Regions from separate parts of the Danio rerio genome. Here region 2 is linked to region 1. Evidence: chromatin contacts called from public Micro-C data. All regions are on one chromosome and are shown on one strand. The core of a region is the stretch at or near the end of the contact, and the rest is flanking DNA. Distances in the headings are between cores, read along the strand shown.

Region 1 (6,367 bases), core at 3,335-5,834:
AGCTTTTCTTTCTCTGATCCCAACGGAGGGCAAGTTTTTTTCTGCCCAGCCCGTCTCAGACACCTCAATCCTGATGATTGACGATTGTTGTTTGTGTTACGTTTTATGGCAACTTTTTCCTAATACACAATAGCTCAGTTGACTAAAAAGTTATTGTATTAAACAAGATTTTTCTAAAAACCATTTGAACAAAATTATTTGAAACATTTACCAGTTGACCATTATCTTCACCAGAATATTGATTGTTTTATCATTATAAACTAATTAATAAACTGTTCTTAATAAAAAAGAAAACACTGCAGTGTGTAAGTTTGACACCCAGTGGTTGAACTAGGTATTGTACTCCTGGTACAAAACACACACAAGCGCAGGTTGCCAGATTGACGACACTAAAAGGAGCAGGCCTGACTGTCAAGCCTAAAGCAAAAGAATATTTTCCATATTAAAATGAGTTTTTGTTCTAATCAACACCTGAAATGTATATTTTAGAAACGGCATTTATTTCTTGCAGCTGAACAACCGAAAACTGACAATTATCACCTCAGGTACACCTCATGTGCTTTATTCAGTGATAAATGCTAATAATGTGCATTTGAATGCCTTTTTACATGCAATTTTTTCCCATACTACTGAAAGCAGCAGCAGATCTTTAAAATAAAGTAAACCATTTGAAATTGAACTTTCGAGCTTTGACTCTGTGAAAACCAACACATATCAGGGATTCAGCATGTACATTTAAATAAAGTTAAAGGTTTAATATGTAATAATTCAATGATAAAGCTGATAAATTTGTTGAAGTGCAGCAAGTGCACTATTCTGCGCTTCTGAATAGCTATATTAAAATTTCTGTCCTGTTTTGTTTGATGCAAAAAGCCAAAATGCTTATCACTGCATCTCTCGTCATGCAGCATGTTGTTAGAACACAACCTACTCATGTGAAACTCTAAATCTACGTCTTATTCTGGAGTCTGCTACTGTCCACCGAAGGTCACATTTTAGTCGCGGATTTGTGTTTTGTGAGCCTGTCTGACCGAATAAATGAAATATGCTGTTTTACAACAACACAACCCGGGGTGCTGAAATATAATTGGCTAAAGTGGCATTAAGCGGGTTAAAGAACCAAAAGGCAGCCGTTCTGGCATGTAACTCACATTTTCAAAGCTGAATTTCTGACTTAGTATTGTTTTTCAGGTAAACAAGAATATTCACTCAGCATGTTTCTTAACAACTGCAAACATATTATGGTATTTGTATGCTTTAGAAGAGTAAAAAACTTACATACAACACCTTTAAGCCTAGTTTTACTAACAGCCAGTGCAAAAGTTTAGTTTATTTAGGTTTTTAGGCATGGACTCAGTTGTTTTTGCAGCAGACCTTATAACATTTGCATTTATGTTAAAGGTACTCTTACTAAAGTATAGTTTATGGGAGAAGATTAATTTAAGTTTGCATTTACTGGTAACAATTTTAATAAGCGTCCACACTTTCTTACAAGATTATAAAGGGATTGGTTGGATTACCATCACAGATATAAATTAAATCTGATCAGCTTTTGTCTCTCTTATCCCTACAGAGGGCAAGTTCATTTCTGCCCATCCCATCTCAGACACCTACAATCCTGACGATGACAAGATTTACTTCTTTTTCCGTGAGGCTTCTCGTGATGGGAGCACTACAGACAAGAGCGTGCTGTCTCGTGTCGCCCGGATCTGCAGGGTAAGGCCCGTCCTCACGCTGCCTGATCACAGAGAAACTCACCTCATCTCTCTGATCCTCCTCAGAACTGAAGATTAAATGTGCTTCCTCTGGGGGGAGAGGCTTCCTGGTACGTTTCCCTTGATGTGATCTGCTGAAAGAGGACCAAACCACTGTCAGGCTGGGTAAATCAAAGTAGAGGTCTGGCCATGTAATTGCTGCCTGGACTGTCATTCCTGATCAGATGATCAGAGTCCCTTGGGTTGAGAAATTAATGTGTTAAGTGACTCCATTGTGTTAACACACAGCTTAAAGGGATAGTTCAAAATATGACAATTTAAACACTATTTACTTCCTCAAGTGGTATAATTTTCTTATTTTCTTAATACAAGATTTTTTTTTTTTTAAAAGAAAGCTGATATCCTGTAACCATTGACATCCATAGTAGAAATATACTATGGAAGTTAATGGTTACAGGTTTCCAACATTTTTTAAAATATCATTTTTTCAATATCAATAGGAAATAAAAGTGTAAAATAAGTAAAAAGAATTTTCATTTTTTGAGCGAACTATCCCTTTAAAAAAATGTCCACTATGAAGACTGGGGTCATTACCCATAAATAATCAAGATGAATCATATGGAAGAAAGTTCAAAGATTTCATTGATTGCAACTTCGTCATTTTAACACCCTTCGAGGGCACTGTTTCCAAGGATATTCCTGAGGATTGTTAGCAATTGAATCTCTTCCACAAGGTCGTCATCAAATCATACACAGGATGGAAGTAATTTAGGCATCGATTGCTCACCAAAACCTTGAGTTTGATTTAAAATGTTAATACTTAAATACAAAGCATGTGGTAGGACAAATACAGTACATGTGGAAATACTACTATTTTTTTAATTTGTAAACTGAAAAATGAGTAGTCAGTTGGCCGTTATTGCGAAATAATATTATAAAAAAATGGAATGACCTTAAAGCTTAAAGGAAAAACTCAGGAATTAGAGTTTTATTTTCTGAAACACAAAAGAAAATACAATTCTCAAAGCTAAAAAATCAGTTTCTAGCTTTATTTTTAATGTACTTTTTGTTCACCATTAAAAAAAAATTCAAACAGGTTTGGAACAGGTAGAGGGTAAAGAAAAATGAGCTGAACTTTCCTTTTAACAAAATAGATGGGGTTTGTGTGTATATTCTGAACAATATCTTAAGCATACATCCACTAGACTGATTAGAGTTGACTCCAGGCCTGTGATAAGGATCCACAATCAAATAGAACATACACAAAGTACAATATGTTTCTTATCCAAGGCTGAGTGTACTCTTAGCCGTCTTTATCAAAACTGGTTAAAAAACAGTATAATCTACATTCAGGCAGTTATAATCCTTATTACACAAAGTCTTTATTTAATAAACAAGAAAAGAATCACTTTAAAAGAATTAACCGTAAAAATAGCTAAATCACTTTAGACATTTTAGATAGTCTTAACTCATAGAAATAACAATAGAAACAGTTGCTTCCGGTCCTCAGCCCTCAGTTCCACTTAAGGTCTTCATGACCTCTGACCGAGTTTGGTGGCTCCTGAAAATAGTTATAAAGAGACAGGCAAATGCACTGAACATTCTTATATTAAGTGTGTTAACTTTTTCATTAATTAAAATCAATTCACAGTTAAATACTCATTCAAATTATCAAATAATTCTATTTAATAAATTAAAAAAAATTATGAGAAACAGGATGATGAAAAGGATAAACGTTGGTCCATGATGAAACGGATTGGAAAGCAGAAATCAGAATCCTTCAATTGTTTTTTGATTTTTAAAAAAAAAATGTATTAGGCGAGTTAGTAGGCATTTCTGTGTGGAGTTTGCATGTTCTCCCCGTGTTCACGTAGGTTTCCTCCGGGTGCTCCAGTTTCCTCCCACAGTCCGAAGACATGCGCTATAAATGAATTGGGCAAGCTAAATTGTCCGTAGTGTATGTGTGTGAATGAGTATATGTGGACCCCAGATTAATAAAGGGACTAAGCCGAAAATTATTCAGTTTATTTAGGAGGTAATTAATAAATGTAAAAACAAAAGTTAAATTGTGAAATGTGTATAAAAGTTTTAAATAACTGCTCACTTATTTTATGTAGTTTCAAATGAAATTATTACTCCAGCCATTATTGCTTGTATTACTATTACCATTGACAATAATAATAGTATTATTAATAATAATAATAATATTAATAATAATTGGTATTATAATGAAGTTATTTCTGAAGGGACTATGTGACTGACGACTGTAGTAAGGAAGCTAAAAATTCATTTAAAATCACTGGAATAAATAATTAAATTAAATAATAAAATAATTGTGAACAGTTATTTTATAGTGCAATAACATTTCACAATTTCACAATTTGTATGGTATTTTTGATGAAATAAACGCAGCCTTGGTGAGCAGGAGAAGCTTATTTTAAAACTTTTAAAAATCCTACAGACTCCAAACTTTTTACCGGTAATGTATGTTAAAATGGAATACTGTAAATTAGAGTACAGATGACAATATTGCTGCTTTTAATAAACAGATGCAACCTTGGTAATCACATAAGAAAACATTTTAAATAATCTTATCAGCCCTAAACGTTTTAACGTTATAGAGAGCATGCCATACGCTGGAAATGGATCTAAATATTTTAATTTGGAACGCTGATTGACCAATCCTAATCGAATATTATAAAGAGCTGATTTTTAATAAGTGTTCGCACATGTCAGCTGTCATCCAGCAGCAATTATAAAACATCAATGATTTAAAGCTGTTTTCTTAATGCTATAGACTCATCCTCCCAGGCTGTATGCTATAAAAATTCCAAGCTCTATTGCAAAATTCTTGGTCTGGAGCAGGAGGGTTTTTATAGCTTTAGGAGAGAGCTGTAAAGCAATCTGAGGCCAGATTCCTCACTGGATAACTGGCCTAACACGAGAAGAGGGCATCTTTGAAGATTAAAGAATTTGGAAAACACCACTCCTAAACCTCTTTTAGGTCTCTTCCCCCCTTTTTTTCTCAAGTGTGTGTGTTATTCAACATGGAGAATGGCAGTGGAGGAATATGTTTGCTGCTTTAAGCGAGTGTAGATGAAATCATTGAAATCCTTTGATTAAACCCTTCTGGCAGTAATGAGGAGATCTGTTTAAGTGTTCTCAGCATGTCTTCTCTTTCTGAGACCTTTCAGTGATCTTTTGTGCATCTAAATACGTAAAACCTGCTCATGGAGAGGGTCATTATATTCTCTTTATAAACTCTCCTTGCTCGCTTTTCTCCATTTCTTGAACAGTCTTTCTTTGTCTCTCGTGTGTGCATTTGTGCTCCTCTTTAGCCTTTGTGTTACTGAAGGGCTTGTGGTTTGCTGTCGTCTTATGCTTAATTGAATAAGCTGCTTTAATCAGAAGCAAATGCTGGGTTTACATTTTATTATGAAAGTCTATAAAATATATAATAACTGAGGATTTAAATGATAAACACATGCTTTCGGAATGACTTCACTGAAATGTCCTATATTTGCGTGTGTCTGTGTGTGTTTTTGCATGAAGAACGATGTTGGAGGTTTGAGAAGTCTTACTAACAAGTGGACAACATTTCTCAAAGCGAGACTCGTGTGCTCCATTCCTGGACCAGATGGAGTGGACACACACTTTGATGAGCTCCGTGAGTGATGTGTTTTATGTTACTTCTCCCTCCCACAAACGCATATTTTAGATTTATCAGACTTTTTAAAATGTGTGTATGTGTGTGTGTGTTACAGAGGACATCTTTCTTCTCCCTAGCAGAGATGAGAAAAACCCTATGGTGTATGGAGTGTTCACCACTACCAGGTTAGTGTGTCCAACGCAAGCTCACGGCAATTCGTAACTTTTTGATTCAGTGGTTATTTCGTATGAATTCGTACGATATAGTTTGTACAATTTAGTACGATTTGCTCATCATCCAATGACAGTTGGGGTTAGGGGTGGGGTTGGGTGTCACGACCTCCTTTCTAAAAACGGATATTTTCGTACGACTGAACTAAACTGACAAAACGTAAAATACTTACGTTTTCTTGTAAGATCAGGCTGGTGTATCAGTATTTTTATCTTGGTACTGAAGCTTGAAAAGCAACCCAAAATACAGTTTAATCAATGTAGAGTTATACTTTTTTTTTTTTTGTTATTTCACATTTTGTTGCCTATTAAACAACTTTTCAGCTACATATCAAATCTCAGTGTAATATAATGTATGTATATATAATATAATAATAATTGTATGTACTTGTAAAGTTATTTTTGGCCACATTTACATTTAGGATTTACTTGTACATGTAGAAAATTACATTCAATCTGATACAAGATCATGCTGGCAGCCTTTACTCCCGGCATCCTGGCCAAATTTGCCAAAAATGAGTAAAGCGATTTGAGTGTTTTCAGCTTATTCCCTATAGTAATCTGGGGTCACCACAGCGGAATAAACTGCCAATTTATCCAGCATATGTTTTAAGCAGCGGATGCCCTTTCAGCCACAACCAAACACTGGAAAGCACCCATACACTCTCACATTCACACACATAATCTATGGCCAATTTAGCTTTTTTAGATTTAATACACTCATAGCGCATGTCTTTGTACTGTGGGGGAAACCGGAGCACCCGGAGGGAACC
Region 2 (5,794 bases), core at 803-3,302, 440 kb after region 1:
GACTGATTGACTTACTGAATGACAAACCGATAGACTGACCCACCCTCTTCATTTCCTAAACCTAACCAATCTCTGCGTTTCAAGTCCATACATGGTGAGCTACTAAACATACTGGTAACAGCGGGAAAGCCATATGGAGGTCAGGGGTCAGCTGGTGGAACGCGAAAAGGATTGGCATCATACTACTCAATAGCGATTGTTTTCAAGACGAAATGCAGCCATACCTACTTCTTACTACATAATTTGCCATCTTAAGAAATGTAAATAGCGCTACGTTTTCACAATGTGCCCATGTTGTATTATTGTTGTATTATTATCTATATTGTACTAGTTATTCAAGATACTAGTATTCAGCTTAAAGTGTAATTTAAAGGCTTAAATAAGGTAAATACTGTAGGTTAACTATGCAAGTTAGGTTAATAAGGGAAGTCACTGGACAACAGTGGTTTGCATATCAAAAAAAGTGAAAACCAAAATATTATGGGAGCTAATAATAATGTCTTTATAAATGTTAAATAAATAACTTTAATTCCAGCCAAACAAAAATAAATAAACCTTTCTCCAGAAAAAGATGGATGTAAAAGGAATATCATGTCATTTCTTCATTAAACATCACTCATTGAATATTGCATTTGCCTTTTACTGTATATATGGTCGGATACAAGTGGCCGAAATGAGTTTCCTTCGCAGCGTGGCAGAGCACACCCTTATAGATAGGGTGAGGAGCTCTGTCACCCGGGAGAAGCTCGAAGTAGAGCCGCTGGTCCTCCACATTGAGAGAAGTCAGCTGAGGTGGGTCGGGCATTTGTTTCGCAAGCCTTCTGGTCGCCTACCTAGGGAGGTGTTCCAGGCATGTCCCACCGGGCGGAGGCCTGGGGCAAGATCCAGGTCACGCTTTAGGGACTATAGCAGCGTCTCAAATGGCACACTATGCACTCATGCACTAAGTGCTTCTCTACTTACACACTCAACAGCATAGTACAAGTACTGTCGTCCCAAATGGCACACTAATGTTTTTTTACTAAGCAGAAATTCAAGCCGTTTCCCTGATGACATTTGACGGTTGCCAAATTAGTTAAATAAATGACCAAACTACCAAATAATACCTGCCATGAGTATAAACGCATTCACCATCGGGAGGCGCTATTATCACTCTCATAGGAGAATTTTGCTTTCACCGTCCAAAACAAATAAAGTGTGGGGTTCTCTCCTAAGACTGCTGCCCCCGTGACCCATACCCTGAAAAGCAGATGAATGAATGAATGAATGAATGAATGAATGAATGAATGAATTTCAGATGCACACAGAGCAAATGAGGCAACACGGTGGCTCAGTGGTTAGCACTGTCGCCTCACAGCAAGAAGGTTGCTAGGTCATGTCCTGGCTGGGTCAGTTGGCATTTCTGTGAAGAGTTTGCATGTTTCTTACCATGTTGGCGTGGTTTTCCTCTGGGATCTCCTGTTCCCCCCCCCACAGTCCAAAGACTTGAGGTATACGTGAATTGAATAAACTAAATTGGCCTTAGTGTATGGTGTGAATGAGTGTGTATGGTTGTTTCCCAGTACTGGGTTGCAGCTGGAAGGTCATCCGCTGTGTAAAACATATGCTAGATAAGTTGGTTGTTTATTCTGCTATGGCGACCCCTGTTGAATAAAGGGACTAAGCTGAAAAAAAAAAAGAATGAATGTTTATAGCTTATACATATGTAAATAATATACATGTGCTTGTTAACCTTATATTTGAAAAAGTCATTCTTAAACTATGCCAAAACAATAACTAAATCCTGCTTTATGAACTGGATATACAATAAACTGCTACACTGTAACCATGTTAGTCCAAACTGTATACTGATTCATAAACTGTTTTTGCCCATCATGCAAAATGTGTGTGTGTTTCCAGTAAGATGTGGAGTCTATGCTAATAATACAGTGTTGTCTCGCACTCGTCACGTGTGATTCAGGCTCCTGCTGTGATGCATTAATCATTCAGAGAGAGCGAAGAGCAAGGAGTATGACACGTACCATCAATCTCTGTGAGACCCATTCACATCCATTCCGACATAATAAAACACGGTCAAATACCATCACATCCTGAGGTCATCAGCTCGATAGCACACAAGTGCGTAATGCGGGGCAGAGAGCGCGACTCCATGGGGACTTGTACATTTTCTGTGCGTATTCGACAGTGTGAGGTGGAGGTCTGCGTGTTGTGAATGGTGTTAACTGCTGTTAAGTGTTATCGCTTCAGACTCACGGGGTGCTGAAGATTTAATCCCACTCACACTCGCTGCACTGCGGCCTTCAACATGCAGAGCACACAACTTAAGGGGATAAGGGATTTGTTTGTGTTAGACTATATTGGGAATATGTATTTTGTGCATAAAATGTTAATTATAGAGTTGCAATCAGAATTATTAAACCCCCTGAATGATTAGCCCTCTTGTTTATTTTTTTCCCCCAATTTCTGTTTAACGAAGAAAAGATTTTTTTTAACACATTTCTAAACATAATAGTTTTAATAACTCATTTCTTAATAGCTGATTTATTTTATCTTTGCCATGATGACAGTAAATAATATTTGACTAGATATTTTCAAGACACTTTTATACAGCTTTACGTGACTTTTAAAGGCTTAACTAGGTTAACTAGTCAGGTTAGCGTAATTAGGCAAGTTATTGTATAACAATGTTCTGTAGATTATTGAGAAAAAAAAATGTAGCTTAAAGGGGCTAATAATTTTGACCTTAAAGTTACTTAAAAAAAATTAAAAGCTGCTTTTATTCTTGCCGAAATAAAACAAATAAGACTTTCTCCTGAAGAAAAAATATTATCAGACATATTGTCAAAATTGTTTTGTTCTGTTAAACATCATTTTAGAAATATTTTAAAAATAAAAAAAAATAAAAGGGGTTTAATAATTCTGATTGCAACTTTAGTTCATGTTGCTTTGATTTTAATAGTAGTTATTATATAATATTAAAAATGTTGTCTGCACCAGTGGTGTAGTAGTTAGTGCGTCGACACATGCACTCCGGTGCTCGCGGCGACCCAAGTTTGATTCCCGCCTCGTGGTCCTGTGCCTGTGTGTATTGAAAATGTTTAACTAAACATCTGCTAAATATATTACTAATGCAAAGTTTGGAAAAGAATATAAAACAAAAGAAAGGTGATTCAACACATTGCTCACATATTGGGGTGGGTGGGTATACGTAGATCGCTAGGCGATCATGAACCGAAACCATCAAGCTGCTGCTGTTGTATTTATAGAGAGAGAAAAAAAAAAACTGCAGTGATTCTCTGAAATTGTTAGCCTACTGAAATGTGTATATTCCATACAGAATATGAAGCTGATTGGTCCCTTCTTGTCATTAGACTCGCGGTGCATTTGCAGCATTCTGAAGATGTTTTCAGCTGGGTGTGCCTGGAAGACCCAACATGTGTGCACAAGCCAAGCACCTTCTAAATATTTGAATGGTTGCCGTCATTTGCGATCTCCAGCTGTTGATCTTCTTGCACAGACATGATGGATTCACCCGATTTTTTTGACAATAGGGTTGCAGATCTATACCTTTGGCTTCATTGGGCCTTATACCCCTTCACAAAGAAACTTTAGAAAGACGTCTGTTTCTCGCTCAGAATAAATAAAACTGAAATAATTTTTGATTTCTTCTGCGGCCTGGTACCAGTTGGGTCCATGGCCTGGGGGTTGGGGACCACTTGTTTACAGCATGAAATAAGTACATTTTAACAGTTTTTTAATACTTAGAGTAATCATAAATCCAGAGAAACTGATAATTATTTTATTTGTTTTGTTCATTCAAACATTAATTGATTTATTCAATTGATTTCATAATTATTTAGTTTTTATTTTATTAATTTCTAGTAAGATAGTTTAAAATAATATTACAACTTAATCATATCAAACAGATGTAGTCTTGGTGAACGTAGGAAACAGTCTTCTTTGTAATTCTGACCATATGTCTTGTGTTTGTGTTTTTCTTTCCCCAGAGCCCAAGTTTGTGGGTTCAGCGGTGATCCCTGACAATGACGACCCTGCTGACGATAAGGTTTACTACTTCTTCACAGAGCGAGTGGCCGATGTTGAGGGAGGAAATAAAGCTGTTTACACCAGAGTGGCCAGAGTCTGTGCGGTATGGAACACACATCAGAAAAACTTTAAGTAAAACTAGCTTTGTTCTGCATACATTCAGCTGTAGTACAGTATGTAACAGAACATTCCTCACTATCTTCAGTAGCATTAATCTAAATCTAAGTGAAAAAGGACTAAGTGAGCACACATGATAAATTAAGGTTTTATGAAGCCAAACGTTCAATCTATGCAAGAAACTGAAGTATTTAGAATATTTTTATAATTTTACCTTCAGCCTGAAAACAATTTCATCAACACTGGAAAACCAAAAAATCTTAATTGAGCATGTTAAACAATACACCAATAACTAAAATAATCAGCTTTTTTAAAATAACATTTTTGCCACAGTTTACATGGCAGCAATAACCCACTAATGCAAAAAACAGTTTACAAAAATCACTTTTATATGCGAACACATCTTTGGGTCAGAAATGTGTTCGAGTTTGCGGTATAGTTTCTCCTCCTCTACTGTAAAGCTGTTGTTAAGATGCTCTTAAAAACAGTAAAGATGTGTTCCTCTCAGATCTCACACATGCATACTCAATAATCAGACAAAAGCAAGTTAATGCATTTACATGCTTAAGCCGTTTATGATGGGAATGCACTGAATTTTTGGTCACTAAAAAAATTATTGACTGAAAATAATCTTGTCTGTTTTCATCTAAAAGAAAAAAAAAACAGACAAAAATATGAGCCAAAAAAGGCAATGCTATGCCAAACTGCCCCTCATTGTTTACAATGCTGGTTTTACTCTCCCTCCAGCCACAATCACTGTGGGATGTGAAGCAGCTTTTACATCAGATGCAGAAAGCGGTGCTTTATGAAACCCATTTATTTCAATGGCTTACACTGCAGTTTGTTGCTTCACTGACCAAATCCCAAGAGCAGTGGAGCATACCGTCAACTATCTCGCATTATGGTCAATTAACAAAATAGAACAATGTTCTACTATGTGGATATTTAGCTTATGTACATGCACTTAGTTGTGTATGAACAACATGCTTACCAGAAAAGCAAAGTCTGCTTAAATAAGTCCGATGAGACATTTTATGTAGTATACTTGTTCCTGCTGCTTACAGTAATGCCACTGTGCTGTCATGCCATTGCTGATAAAATGATGCCTCTCAACTTGTTCAGTCAATAAAATGTTTTTATTTTATTGACTTGTGTTAATTTTTAAATCGGTTGATCTTGATCTATTGTTTTAAATAAAACAAATCTCATAAAAGTATTATCTATTACTTATTAAAATAATAAATTATTATTACAAAGCAGTTTTGGATTCAACAGGTTTCGGCCCAGAATTTAAACTTCAGTGCATACCTAGCATATGACCCCACTCCAGATAAAGAAAATGGCTTAATGTGTTTAGCTCGTTATCTACTATCAATTAACATCGAAGGCAGGGAAATATAAAAGATACAACAAAATATAAGCAACCTTCTTTAGTCAAGCATTATGATATAAATGTTTTAAAATATATATGGATTTAGTCAGAATATAAAACCTTTTAAGAATAGCTGTCAATACAGATGACACCATCATGATGCAAGTTTAGAGCAAACGTTATTAAACAGCAGGAGATGTTTCTGATCAATCACATTTGTCTATGTAGTTTCTGCAAAAGAGCACCACCCACAGGTGA

What was found. Hi-C and Micro-C count contacts between places; a contact is called where the count stands out from the background.
Region 2: a Micro-C map of caudal fin shows a contact between it and region 1, with 2.8 times the contacts expected there. The contact joins two enhancer-like sites. A contact is called at or near these places in 2 of 18 Hi-C or Micro-C datasets (caudal fin and an unstated tissue).

What each region holds. Positions count from the first base shown.
Region 1 is chr18:10,439,262-10,445,628 of GRCz12tu, forward strand. It overlaps sema3d (sema domain, immunoglobulin domain (Ig), short basic domain, secreted, (semaphorin) 3D), which reads left to right. Exons shown (of 18, transcript NM_131048.2): 8 at 1,574-1,716; 9 at 5,268-5,382; 10 at 5,480-5,549. Among named protein-coding and RNA genes, the nearest start is that of sema3d, 43 kb to the left of the region's middle. Within about 2 kb of position 4,585, at least 4 of the 62 cell types and tissues checked have an H3K27ac peak or open chromatin away from gene starts, as enhancers often do.
Region 2 is chr18:10,881,164-10,886,957 of GRCz12tu, forward strand. sema3e (sema domain, immunoglobulin domain (Ig), short basic domain, secreted, (semaphorin) 3E) reads left to right here. Exons shown (of 17, transcript NM_001045084.1): 7 at 4,008-4,150. Among named protein-coding and RNA genes, the nearest start is that of pclob, 48 kb to the right of the region's middle. Within about 2 kb of position 2,053, at least 3 of the 62 cell types and tissues checked have an H3K27ac peak or open chromatin away from gene starts, as enhancers often do.